Linked DNA regions of Mus musculus: region 1 is linked to region 2. A link is a contact called in public HiChIP or PLAC-seq data. All regions are on one chromosome and are shown on one strand. The core of a region is the stretch at or near the end of the contact, and the rest is flanking DNA. Distances in the headings are between cores, read along the strand shown.

Evidence for each region. HiChIP or PLAC-seq counts read pairs in DNA pulled down with a chosen protein or histone mark.
Region 1: a contact with region 2 is called in an H3K27ac HiChIP or PLAC-seq map of cardiomyocytes, with 8 times the contacts expected there. The contact joins the promoter of Dag1 here to the enhancer-like site in region 2. A contact is called at or near these places in 11 of 39 promoter capture datasets (the 3T3-L1 cell line, 3T3-L1-derived adipocytes, the HPC-7 cell line and 6 more), 1 of 15 datasets of contacts at CTCF or cohesin (CD8 T cells), 45 of 484 Hi-C or Micro-C datasets (the AML12 cell line, B cells, the G1E-ER4 cell line and 24 more), 16 of 115 datasets of contacts at active chromatin or transcription factors (the 230-238 cell line, the HPC-7 cell line, the NIH/3T3 cell line and 10 more) and 3 of 9 other capture datasets (adipose tissue, macrophages and pancreatic islet).

Annotation. Positions count from the first base shown.
Region 1 is chr9:108,261,767-108,268,682 of GRCm38.p6, forward strand. Dag1 (dystroglycan 1) reads right to left here and starts at 2,049. Exons shown (of 4, transcript NM_001276482.1): 1 at 1,859-2,049.
Region 2 is chr9:108,216,325-108,223,101 of GRCm38.p6, forward strand. Dag1 (dystroglycan 1) reads right to left here. Exons shown (of 4, transcript NM_001276482.1): 3 at 1,689-2,086. The coding sequence starts at 1,967. Among named protein-coding and RNA genes, the nearest start is that of Bsn, 29 kb to the left of the region's middle. Within about 2 kb of position 3,942, at least 82 of the 459 cell types and tissues checked have an H3K27ac peak or open chromatin away from gene starts, as enhancers often do. A contact at or near this core is called in 3T3-L1-derived adipocytes, the NIH/3T3 cell line, the STO cell line and 13 more, where this site is marked.

The sequences.
Region 1 (6,916 bases), core at 799-3,298, 44 kb after region 2:
CTGACTTCAGGCTTCCCCTCCCATCAGGCTGGCCATTCACTTTGCACTACCTTTTCAGTCTCCCCTCTCAAATGGCTCGTCCTCCTTCCTCTCAGCTGGCTGACTTTACTACCAGAGGTCTGGACATCTCTGACACTCCCGACATGCCACCAACATATCTCTTTCTAAACTCGATCTAGATTATGCCACTCAAACGATTAAAAGCATTCTCAAGCTCCTGTACCCTAAGAGGTTGGAGCTCCTATGTGCAAAGAAGGCCCAGAGCTCCCACCTGTCCAGCTGGAAGACTCCCAGGCTCTATTTTAAACCATGTACATGTGGTTCCGGGTGTACAAGCCTTTATGTCCCCCAGCTAATTCCTGCTGGCCCTGAAGGCCACGCACGGCTCAGGAAGGCTCTCTTCAGGCTACCATGCAAGCAAGCATATTCTCGTCATGGGTTCTGATTCTCATTCACTGAACCCAAAATCAGTTAAGGACAAAGCAAGATGTATTACATGGGCCCCCAAGTCCTACCCAGAAGTCCCCAGGGAGTAAAGTCAAACATTTACTAAATGAATGCATCTTGTCAAATCAGGTTTTTTAGAATGATGAGGACTTGTCCGGTGACAATTTCAACAGAGGTACATATCAACAATGCTTGCACATTCCCACCCGGTGCTGCCTGCATAGTGCTACTTACTCCTACCTTCACACAGGATCCCACACGCCTTGCAACTAACTCCCTAGTGAGATCTGATTTCTCCAATAGCCCCTATGTCCTTTAAGCACGCTGACCATGTCCTTGACTTCAAGGCAAAAAGAACTTCAATTCTCCATATTTAAACCATCGATCTGTACAACCCGTTACCGTGGAATTCTTTTTCTAAACTAGAACATTCTGAAAGTATGTCTCTTGCTCATTAAGCACAATATATACTAATATGATTGCAACACCCCATCTCCATCAGATTCCAAAACATCTGGAAGCACACCCAACTCTAGCTGGAGTTATGTTCTATAAACACCACCCTCACTTCACGAGTCTGGCTTCCACGCCAAGAACTACTTCTACTCGCTTATTTAGGGAAACAGCAGGCTGGACTCTCAAGTTAGACCTCTAGGCTATAAAGGTACTGTCCCAGACTAGGCGGACCAGTCAAAACTTCGTCATCACCACGAAAACTAATCTTGATGTAATTCAACTTAACAAAAGCTTCTCAAATTGTAGAGATTAAGAGGTGTGTTTTTAATTGCCCGTTGAGTTTGTCAATAAATGAACTTGGGAGTTATAGCAAAGGACTCTGAGTCAACATGGTGTTCCCTCTGGGAACATTTTCCAAATATACTCGCAAGTGAACCTGATTTCCCAAATACCCACTGCAAAGGTAGTAAAGGAGTCTCCCACAGAAGCGCAACCGAGGGGGAGGAAAGAACCCCAAGACTCGGAGCAGCTCAAAGCAAGAGGCGGGGGCGGCGCCCTTCCCAGCCTCTGGCAGGAGCCCCACAGTAGAGATGCCTCCTAACTGGGCCGCGACCCCCACTGGCAACCCGGAGGCAGCCCGCAGGCCGCACACGCCCGCGGCCGATGCACAGGCCCCGCGTTCCCGGGAGCGCGGGCCGGGGCCGAGGCCTGGCCCGTCGCCGCGGCGCGCAGCTCCGGCCTCAGCCTTCAGCTACCGGACGGAGAGCCGAGGGGCGGCTCCGCACGGACGGCGGCGGCGCCGCCTCCTCACCCGCAAGGACGTCCGTGGCCGTGTCCCCGCCCCGGGCCGAAAGGGAGCAGCAGCAGGTGTTCCGCGGAAGGCTCGGTCGGCTGCAGCGGGGATCCCGGCCCCAGCAGGCAGGCACCGGGAGGCAGAGGCGGGAGGCGCACTCACCCAGCACCACGGGCAGGCCGCGGCAGGTGTTCGCTCCTCCGGGCCCAGGGACACCGCCGCCACTCCCCGGGGACTCCGCGCGAAGCTACCGCCGCTGCCGCCCCCGAGCCCCAGGAGCGCGAGCGCCGCGCCGCAGCCTCCGCGCGATCACGTACCGAGCGGTGAGAGGGCGCCGAGCGCGAGGGCGGGGCGCGCGGCCGGAGCCTAGCAACCGCCTGACACGCGAGTGCCGCAGCCAATCCCACGGCCGACTCGGAGCGGCGCCGACTAGCCTTCAGCGCGCGGCCCGCTTCTGCCTGCGTCGCTAGCCCCGCAGCGCGCCGCACCCGCGCACAGGCCCCGCCCCGTCCCGCACCTCTCTGCCCATTGGCCTGTCACGCCCCCGCCCCAAAAGCCACGCCCCGACGTAGAGGCCCCGCCCCCGAAGTCGACCAAGTGGGTCCCGGGACACGCCTTAGCCAGTCCGGGTAGCTGGGAGCGCTTGCTAGCTGGGGTGGGGGAGGGGCACCTTTCCCAACTTCTCCCGAAGAATAAATCGAGGTATGGACAGGCCGGCGAACCGGTCCGGCCACAACAAGCCACCACACAGCTGCCCCCTAATTTCCTTCGAGCAAAACGCAAGCGGTATCTAAACCATTCAAACACTCAGGAAGCGCCCTCCCAATTGCAAAGGAAGAGAGGCCTTGTTACCCTCTCCTTAATATGGATGGAGAAACTAAGGCCAGATCCGGGTGGGTGGGCAGGAAGGTAACCCATTTCTTTAGTGCTGGCCATACAACAGGCTTCCCCTCCCCCTCCTTGGAAAGCTAAAATCCAATGCCTCCTCTGGAGCTCAAAATAGCTCTGACCCGCTAGCACAGGTCACTCACCCCCCGGTGGCCCACATTCTTTAGATGGGTGGTTACTGCTAGAATCTGGCCTCCCCCATTTATGGAGGGTCCTAAAGTAGTTCTTAACTCTCCTGGGCTCACCAGAGGGCCCAAACTCCAGAGACTGGAGATTTAACAAGTTACTAAACCTGACAGTGCATAATACCTGTGGAAATCAGAACTGTGGTAGGCTCTGCTCCCTTCCTAACTGACCCCACACTGCTAGAAGGAATCCATTCCTCTTTGGCCTAGGGCCAGGCTGGAGTTTCAGACACAAGCTGTTATCAGTAAACTCATTCTGAATACAGACCCGGCGGCTACTCAGCCTGGGATTCCTGCCTAAAGGACGGGCAGTTCTCTTCAGAAGAGTCTAGGAGAAAAAATTTTCAGGAAGAAATGCCCTACCTCAAATACCTGTTTGCAATTTCTCAATTCTTACGTGACTAACTCATAGAGCCTAGAAAAGGAAGAGGAACTAAAATCCAGGAGAGCAAGAGCAGGCCATCCCTTGGATGTTAATAAACTGAAGAGTTAATGGCTTCTCAGATTCTGACTTTAAGACTGTACCATTTTAGAAAGGCTGAGAATGAGCTGGCCATGGTTGCTGCCGTCTGTAATCTTTACACTCATAAAGCTGCGACTTAAGGATTGCTGTAAATTGAAGGCCAGTCAAGGTCGCATAATGAGTCTCCAGGCCAGTTTGGGCTATAGAGTGATACCTTGTCTCAAAAACTAATCAAGGGCTTCAGAGATTACTTAGACAGTAAAGACATTACTGATGACTTAAGTTGGGTCCCCACAACCCACATGGTGAAAAGAAAGAACCAACTCCAAGCACAATAAAAACATAAGATATAGGGCTGGAGAGATAGCTCAGCGGTTAAGAGCACTGACTGCTCTTCCAGAGGTCCTGAATTCAGTTCCCGGCAACCACATGGTGGCTCACAACCATCTGTAATGGGATCTGATGCCCTCTTCCGGTGTGTCTGAGGACAGCTACAGTATACTCATTTGAAATGAATAAAACTTTAAAAAACTATATTAAAAAAGCTGGGTGGTGGTAGCTTACTCCTCTGATTCCAGAACTCGGGAGGCAGAGGCAAGTGGATCTCTGATTCTGAGTTTGAGGCCAACCCGGTCTATAGAATGAGTACACAAGGTTATACAGAGAAATTCTGTCTCGAAAATAAATAAGTAAGGGCTGGTGTGATGGCTCAGCAGGTAAGAGCACTGAATGCTCTTCCAAAGGTCATTAGTTCAAATCCCAGCAACCATATGGTGGCTCACAACCATCCGTAATGAGATCTGACGCCCTTTTCTGGAGTGTCTGAAGACAGCTACAGTGTACTTACATATAATAATAAATAAATCTAAATAAATAAATAAGATGCGATTTCCAAACAAAACAGCAGAGTAGAGCCAAGGACCTCCAGAGTACTGCTACTTGCAAAGAAGTAGAACCTCTCATACTTAATTGAACACATGGATTCCAAATTGCTCCTCGTCTCCCTTTTCTTTTCTTTTCTTTTCTTTTTTTTTTCTTTTTTTTTTTTTTTTTTTTGGCCTTGCTTTTGCTAAATGAGGCACAAACGGTTTCCAGGGCCATGGGGCTCTGTGCTCACTATGGTGAACCGATGCGCTCTACCTGACGAGCAAGTGCCTAAGGGTAAGGTAAGCTCCTTCCTGGTCCTAGAAACAAGACCAGTGTTTGCCTAAAATCCTGGCAACCAAAGCTTTCCAATCCCTACCTCCCGACATTGGAATGCTAGCCCCCCAAGATAGCCCCCTCCTATCCTCAAGCCTTCTTGGCGTGGCATATCCGACCTATGTCGCCCCCCCCCCCCAGCCCAGAGCAGCCCTACATTTTAGACATCTTTGCTATCTTTGTTTTTGCTTTAAGTTGAGGTTTCTTCCCACCCCACCCTACCCCTTTTTTTCAGGCCCTAGAAAACAGGAAGTCTGTTCTGGCTGAAAGGTAACACCAATCCTTATGGGCCCTTGACAGCCATCACGAGAGCGGATTCTAAACGGTTTAGAAAGATGAACAGTTTTTTTCCATGGTCCTTTAGAAAGCGGTTGAAGGCTGAGTTGTTAAGTCCCCGTTAGTTACTTCCCTTAGTTCTGATAGTTTAAAGCCTTTCTCCTCCTTAGGAACTACACAGCCCATTCTCCAGCTCAGCAAAAGGTCCCCAGTGACTCAGCCTTGGAACTCCAGCAGGGAGAGCCATCCCAAGCCTAGACAGCAGGAGGCAGAGAGTTCAAAGACCCACGCTGTAAGTGCCTGAAGAGGAGATTAAGTGACTGTGACTGAGGCTCTTCCGAACTGGGAGACCTGGTAGTCTGTCCTCAGCACCCCTAACCTTTCAGCAGAACATCCTTCCTCCTTCCTAAAGCCTAAGGAAGCCTAAGGAAGCCTAAGGAAGCCTAAGGCTTCAGGAAGGAGGAAGGTTTGTAAGATTTCAGTTTTGTAAGATTTGTTTCTTCCACTTAAATGTGAGCCCTTGACAATTTGCTTGCCTTAACATTGTAACCATCACCTAATTATAACTATATAGCTGTTCATGGTAGGGATTATTATTTGAGTTGTAACTAGCAAGAGTCTGTCTCTAAAATAAAATAAAAACAGGAAGATCAGGAGTTAAAAATCCAACATGGAGGGAGGGGCTGGTGAGATGGCTCAGTGGTTAAGAGCACTGACTGCTCTTCCGAAGGCCCTGAGTTCAAATCCCAGCAACCACATGATGGCTCACAACCATCTGTAATGAGATCTGACTCCCTCTTCTGGTGTGTCTGAAGACAGCTATAGTGTAGATACATATAACAATAAATAAGTCTTTTAAAAAAAAAATCCAACATTGGTTACATAGCAAGTTTGAGGTCTACAATATCAAATTGCCCTGCCTCCCCGCTCCCCCACCCCACCCCCAAAAGCTCAATTTCTGTTCAGAAGGAAGGACTTGGGTTGTGTCTCCCTTACCTCCTGGTTGGCAGTCATTCCCAAGATCTAAGCCCTGTGTTAGCCCTGTGCAAATCAAGCGTCCCCATGTTTGCTTGGGACTGATCTGATTTGTGAAAGCTAAGACCTTCGTTCTCCCTCAGACCAAATCCAGTAAACACCATGAACAGATACTCGTTCTTCTAAGGTAGGATTCCAGGGCTTGCTCTTTATTCTGGCATGTTGCTGAGGCACCAAGGGCCAGTGCCCTATCCTCTAAGAGTGTGGCTCTTGGGGCTGAGTCTTCCTCCTCTTCTGACAGAGCAGGACTAGACCAGTGCTGACCAAGGGTAGACTACTAACTCACATGCCAGACCAGCAAGCATGCCTGGAACAGTGCCTGGCAGACCCGTCCAGCCACGTCAGAACAAGGGAAGGGTTCCCTTTGTTTGGACTTAACACTAGGCAAATTGTCCTGCAGCCCGGGCAGAAAGTATGGCTGATAAGAGAGAAACTGCCAGTAGGCAAGTTTTAGCGTCACCATCGGCTTGCCCGGCTGGCTGCCAATTCTGTGTTCCATTGTAAGACACTGCATTTCCACGCTCCATTTCTTTTCTTTTCCTTCATTTTATCTCTCCTTCCTTCTTTCTTTCCTTCCTTCTTTCTCCTTCCTGTCCTTTTTTCTTTTCTATATACCTCAGGCTACACTGGAACTCCTATGTGGCCCAAACTGTCTTTTGAAAAGTTCTCATGCCCCAGCCTGCCCAGAACTGAGATTACAGGTGTGAGTCACCACACCAGACCACCAGGCTTTCTTTATTTTTACTTTTTAAAGATTTATTTGTTTTTACTTTAATGTGTATGGTCTTTTGTTTGTATATATATTTGACTACCATGTGACTTTGTGCACCAAGGCAACTGAAGTTACAAATGATTTCTGGTCACCTGTGTGGGTTCACCGAATCAAACATGAGTCCTCCTGAAAAACACCCAGTGCTCTTAACTGTTGACATGGGTGACACCTCTCAGTTGAGCCATACTTGGCCTCTCTAGGAATGTAAAGTTCTTTTTTTTTGGGGGGGGGGGTTTCGAGACAGGGTTTCTCTGTATAGCCCTGGCTGTCCTGGAACTCACTTTGTAGACCAGGCTGGCCTCGAACTCAGAAATCCACCTGCCTCTGCCTCCCAAATGCTGGGATTAAAGGCGTGTGCCACCACGCCTGGCTGAATGTAAAGTTTGTATACAGCAGGAACC
Region 2 (6,777 bases), core at 2,692-5,191:
TTTGTGCCCTCAAAGGGCAGAGGAAGTATTTGAAACCTGAAGTTATGAGTGGTTGTGAGCCACCAGGTATGTGCTAAGAATTTAACCCAGGTCCTCTGAACAAGTGTTTAACTCCTGAGCCTTCTCTCTCTCCAGCCCTTCGGTTGCTGCTTTACCACTGACTTTTCATTCAGGTCGGCGGCACACACCTGTAATCCCACCACACAGCAGAAGAGGTAGGAAGATCATAGTTCAGAAGCCAGCGAAGACTCTGTCTCAAGATAAGTAAGTAAATCCTCTTTAAGCTTATTTTCACAGGCGAGAAAAGCAAAGCGAAGCTCCCAGAATCAGGTCATGCATTACCTTTCCAAACCCTCAGTCCACACAGCCCTGGTTCTGAGGAGCAGGGTGGCTACAGAATGGAATCTTAGTCCAGTGTGCTGGGCAAGCCCTCTGCTGCTGAACTACACCCCAGTACTTCATCTGCTCTCCCAAAGGCTCATCAGCTACTAAACTGTTTGTTCTCCACAGATAAATATGTTCAGATAAATCCTGTTTTCCCAGTAAAAGCTCTTTATGCTCCTGGTAAGCCCATTCATTATATGTCTCTGCCAGATACTACAAATATCTAAGTCACTGTATCAATTCAAGATACTTCTGGTCAAAATTAACCCATGTAAAACATTCCAATAACCACCGGAACAAAGGCAACCAATGCAGAGTCAGGACACTCAAAGGGTCATATAAAATCAGGCAAGCAACATATCCTTCGAGCTACCAGTCTTTAACTAATAGATTAGCATCTGCCTGCTGGAGTAGAAGAGTTCTATGGGCTGGTGCTGGCGGTGCACGTCTTTAATCCCAGCCATCAGGAGGCAGAAGCAAGGGAATCTCTCGAGTTCAAGGCCAGCCTGGTCTACAAAGCAACTTCCAGGACAGCCAGAGCTACATGGTGAGACCCTGTCTCAAAAACAAACAACAACAGAGACAGAGAGATCGAAACTGATATTGATCTATAGAATTCACCTGCTCTATGAGCTAGGGTCTTCCGAAGTAAGGCCACCCTGCAAACAGACTATGATTTACAGAGAATGGAGTCCAGAGGGAAAAGCTCACCCACACTAAAAGGAAAGGAGCAACAGATTCACCTCTTCCAGGTAAGACTGGCATGGAATCTGCGGCTGTTCAACCTAGAAGGCTGGGTTTGTATGTCAGAAAGGCCACACCAGACTTTGTGAAAGTTTCAACTGAGAGCCGAAAGTGGAAGTGCTGCTGGGCTGTGGCTGGAGACGGCTCAGTGGTGAAGAGCACTGGGTGCTCTTCTAGAGGGCTTGGTTCTCAGCACCCAAATGAGAGCTCACAACCATGTGTAACCCCAGTTCCAAGGAATGCACATCCTCTTCTGACTTCAGTGGCACACACAATTTAAAAAAGAAAGAAAAAGCTGTTGCTGGGAGCTTTCCCAGCCTGGGCCTTAAAGGAGGAATGGCTCAGGTGGGAGTCACGGCTCAGTGAGTCTGACAGCTTCTGATCTCTGCAGGTGGCAGGCACACATGTGGTATTCATACATACATGTGAGTGCTCGAGCCAGCCCAGTCTCAATAGATAAATCAGTAAGATACAACAAAAGAGGAAAAGGCATCGAGTATCAGAACTAAGTGGAAGAGGGGGCCTCTTCCTTCCTCAGCTGTGCTTGCATGCAGTCTCACCTTGATGATCTCCCCACTGGAGGCAATTAAATCCGTTGGAATGCTCACTCGAAATGAGCGCCCGACAACAGCCGTACCGTCTGGAATGCCAACCACGGTGGGAACAGCCTCCTGGAAGTCGGAGAGAACTGAGTGCATGGACGCCTCAAGCTGGTTCTTCCAGTCCCTCACAGCCTCTGAGGGTTCACTGGGCCAGTGGGCCTGAGCCACAGCCACAGACAGGAGGAGGAGAAAGGTCTGTCCCCAGAGGGGGTGCAGTAGCCAGTTGTCCACAGACATCCTCACCCAGGCTAGTGTTTGTTCAAGCCACCAGTTGCTAAGGAAGAAAGCAAATGATGTGGTCCCAGGGTTGGATCCTCACCCTCTGCACAGCTGTTCCATCCTAGAGCACCCAGAGCCTACAAGAGAAGAACAGATTCAAACATTCAAACCATGTTGGCGGCTTTGAGACTGTACACTTCCCCAGTGTTCTGCCAAGACATTCTGCCCTAACTAGAGCCTCTTACTCCTGTGTCCTTCAGCAGCTACTTAGCGATGGAAACTGATGGAAACTGATTGGTCTAGTAAGTGTAAAATAACACTGAAGTTTGAAATTTTATATAAAAACAAAACGTAAAATACCTCATTAGTAATTTAAAGGGAAGGCTGAAGAGATGGCTTAGTGGTTAAGAGCACTTGCTGCTCTTCCAGAGGACCCAGGTTCAATTCTCAGCACCCACATGGTGGCTCACAACTGTCTGTAACTCCAGTTCCAGGGAATCTGACCCCCTCACACAGACATGCATATAAGCAAAACCAGTGCATATAAAATAAGTGAATATATCATCGAAAAGTAACTTAAAGGGATAATACATATTGAAACTATAGCGTATTAAATCACTCACATTACTAAATGAACAAAAAAATTCTGTAAAATACAAATAGGTGGAATTAAGTCCAACTGTTTGTTTTGTTGTGAGAGGGAACTCTAAATGAATGACATTAGCTGACATTCTGCCTCTAAGCAGCCCGCCCCTAGAGGAATGCTAGAGACCTTTCTGAGCCACATTCCCAGCCCAGTAAAGCTACAAACACACGCCTAAAACACCACACTCAACTTCTCCTTTTCTTTCTTTCTTTTTTCCTTTTATCTTTATTAATTTTATTTTATTTTAGGTTTTTGAGACAGGGTCTCCCTATGTAGCCCTGGTTGCCCTAGAACCCATTCTGTAAACCAGGCCAGCCTAGCACTCACCTGTTTCTGCCTCCAGAGTGCTGAGATCTAAGGAGTACGCCAGCACACCCAGCTGAGTTATTTTCTATGTATGAATGGTTTGCCTGCATGTATGTGCACCACGTGTATGCCTGTGTCCTCAAAGGTCAGAAAACGTTTCAGATCCCCTGGAGCCGTACTTATGGATAATTTTAAGCTGCCATATGAGTGACAGGAATTGAACCCAGGTCATTTGCAAGAGCTACAAATAAATGCTTTAAATCACTAAGCCATCTCTCTAGACTCTCCAAATTTTCTTAGATCAATCATAAAAATATGGAAGAATGATAACGTTGACAAATCTGCATACTCAGGTATGTATGACATTAGCGTGTTTTCTACTGAATCATGTGATATGAAATAAATCTTAAGCAGGGTGTGGTGGCACACACTTGGGCCTGTAAATCCTAGCACTCAGGAGGCAGAAGGAAAAGGAAGGAGAACGACCAGCAGATTAGCCAGGGCTCTACAGCAAGACTCTGTCTCAAAGAACAAAGCAAGGGCCAGCGAGATGCCGCTGAGTAAAGATTCACACCACCAAGCCTAATAACCTGAGTTCAATCGCTAGAACCCATATGGCAGGAGAGAGAAGAAAGAACTGGTTCCCACAGTTGTCCTACTGTACACACGCACACGCGCACGCACACGCACACACACAAGGGGGGGTAGTATGGGCATTAATTACTTAATTGCAAAACATGGTGACACAGGCCTGGAATCCTAGCCCTGGGAAGTGAAGCCAGGAGGACCAGAAATACAAGTATCCTGGACTCTATAGGGAGTTGGAGACCAGTTTTATAACTTTTGGATTTGAATTCTGTTCCCATGAGTGTTGGGGAAATTTTGAAATGGTAACTAAAACCCAAACTCCCATCGGTATCTGGAGACTCTGCCCTATTTATTCCACTACTTGTCTGTTCCCCACTCTCCCTCCCTAGCCTGCCCAGCTGCTGGGCTGAGTGTGGTTCAGCAGTGAAGTTCCTGTCGAGCATGTGGAAAGCCTGTGCTCAACTCCTGGAAGCACGGAAGGGGTACATTTCAGTACTAGGCGTTCACCTAATGGATGCACAGGAGGGTGTGGGCCTTTTCATTTTTACTACTTTTTTTTTCTAATATAGTTCATTTACTTTTCCATCTAATCTACTAGGTCCAGTAGATCTTTTACTTCCCCAGCCTGACTCTCAATTTTAAATCTTAGCTTATTTGGAAACAGCACTAGTTATAAGACAAACCCTACCCCACTAAAAGCATGAGCTTAGTCCTACTATCTGTGGTCACATGTCACATGGGGTGTCTGTTTCACAGGCATGACTAACAGCTCTGCATTTAGCAGTCAGGCAATGTCCAGGGCACAACTCCAACTACTATGTGCTGGTTTTCCATGCTCTGGGGAGAAAAGACAGTTTCTGCTACTTGGCTAAAAGCAGCCCGAATATCTTTCTGATGCTGGCTTTCTATAAGCAAGAATCATGCCTGCTTATGCTAGAAGCCTTGTAAATTATATCTACATGCCTATATTAAGCTGTCCCTCTGGGACAAATTTTAATTTTTATGATTTCTTTACTGGGGAGAGGGTGCATGTCACAGCAGGCATACTGAAGTCAAAGGATAACTTTTGGGGTCTCCTTTTATCACATGGATCTTAGGATTCATAATTCATCAGGATTGGCACCAAGTGCCTTTACCCATTAAGCCATCTGACTAGCTCTGGAAAATTTTTGTACAAGTCTCAAATGCTCACTCTTGGTCACCAGAGTGACCTTCTGGCAGGGATCAAAACCCAAAGAACAGTACAAATTCAATCACTGCTGTATAAAGCTGGGTGGCTACAATCTGTTAGGAGAAAGGGCACAGTGCTCCTGACGAGGCACACACAGTTAACACTTCATATACATGTACACCTTCTGTGACACCAGGACTCATGGCGGATCCTCTGAATGGATCGCACCTGCCCTCACTCACTGCTGTCAGAGCTCTCCTGAGAGATGAGCAGTGTGGTGCCGACAGGGATGCAGGGCAGTGCACACAAATCTGCGCTCCCAGGGATGCCCTATGCCAGCAAAATACAATTGCATCAAAACAGGCCCTCTTGGAGCTTAACAAACACCTTGGCTCTCTGAACAACATGTCTAGTGGCCCTGGTACACAGGGTAAAAGATAAGTTTGTCTGACAGCAGCCTTAGACACTCTCTATCCCCATAGACCAGAGAAACTTGGAAGGTATTAGAAGAGCTGAAGAAGCCAAATAAATATGGGTGACACAGGCCTAAAATCTTAGCAGCAGAGAAGCTAAGACATGAGGATTTCAAACTTCATCTCTCAGGAGAGCTCTGACAGCAGTGAGTGAGGGCAAGTGCGGTCCATTCAGAGGATCGGCCATGAGTCCTGGTGTCACAGAAGGTGTACATGTATATGAAGTGTTAACTGTGTGTGCCTCGTCAGGAGCACTGTGCCCTTTCTCCTAACAGATTGTAGCCACCCAGCTTGGGCAACCTAGCAAATTCAAGGCCAGGAGGGTTACAACAGGGAGACTTTGCACCCCAAAATGTTTAACTAATTAAATGTGTTAGAGGTTTGGATGGGTGGTACACACCTAAATTCCACTACTCACATGGCCAGATTGGACTACAAAAAAGTGTTGGTGCCTACAGAACCTGGAAAAGACTGAGCCTTCTTTCTCTGACAGCAGTGTAGGAGCAGCCTCTCAGGCTGCTCAGGACTTCCCTGAGAGCTGGGAGACTCCCCCACCTCACTGCTGAGCCAAGCATACAGTAAGCATCTAACAGCCACATCTTCGCCTGAAGGTAGAAGAGTATTTGAAGACAAGACTTCCACCAAGCTCTTGGGAAGTCTGCAGTAATCTATCAGATAGATGCCTTTAATCTAAAAATGGAAGTCTCAAATGGGCAGAAGCAAAGTGACATTTCATAAGTACCTAAAAGGTAACCCAAAATATCAAAAGTTGCCTTGGAAGTAGAAATTATACATCAGCCATTTGATACATGGGGACTCAAAATCACTATGCTGTGTCTGGCAAGGACTCCAGTCAGCTGAGGCAGAATGAATGCAGCAGGAAAGGGGCCTTCTAACCTTTCCTATCACCTATACAGAGCCCTACTTAGACATAACTGAAGCATGTCACCTGCTGGGAGGGACAAGTAGGTGCCAGTGTGGCACCAAGCCCTTATGACCCTATTATGTTCAGAAAGCTTGAGTTCCTGAGAAGGAGAGAGTCTTATTCCCACAGACCTGGGCCCTGGGACAAAGGCAGCTCTGGACCACTCTGGTGCCTCCCCACATGTAATGTGTGCCTGTGCTCCTGGGGGACTCAGTTAGTGCTTCACTCAGTGAGTTCAAAAATTAAATGCACATATGATATATTCAGTCCACAATAACCAAAACTCCAGGAATAAAACTTTTACCTATCTTAACCTAAAAACTCTTTAAAGAGCAGCTATAAGTTTTCACTCTCTAAGAATAAAGGAAAAGTTGTGAGATTCAACTCCTTGTTAACCACACTCTACTTACTTCACACACTGCTAGAATGGAGGGGAACACTCACCAGCTCTGCTACCTTAAAGCCTTACTGACACTGTCAGACATCTACTGTTCACTCTTGTAATTAAAACATTTAAGGAAAATGAGATTTTCCTCTTAAAACACAATTAAAATAATGAAGTCCTATGTCTCTGTTTTAAATGGTCTTGGGAAAATTAAAAAGAAATTTTAATTAAAACAATCACTTTAGGGTACACCTAACAAAAAGGCTTTTTTAGTCCACATACACAAAAGTTATAATTCAATACTGTGAGTTCAATATTAACACAAAACCTCTGT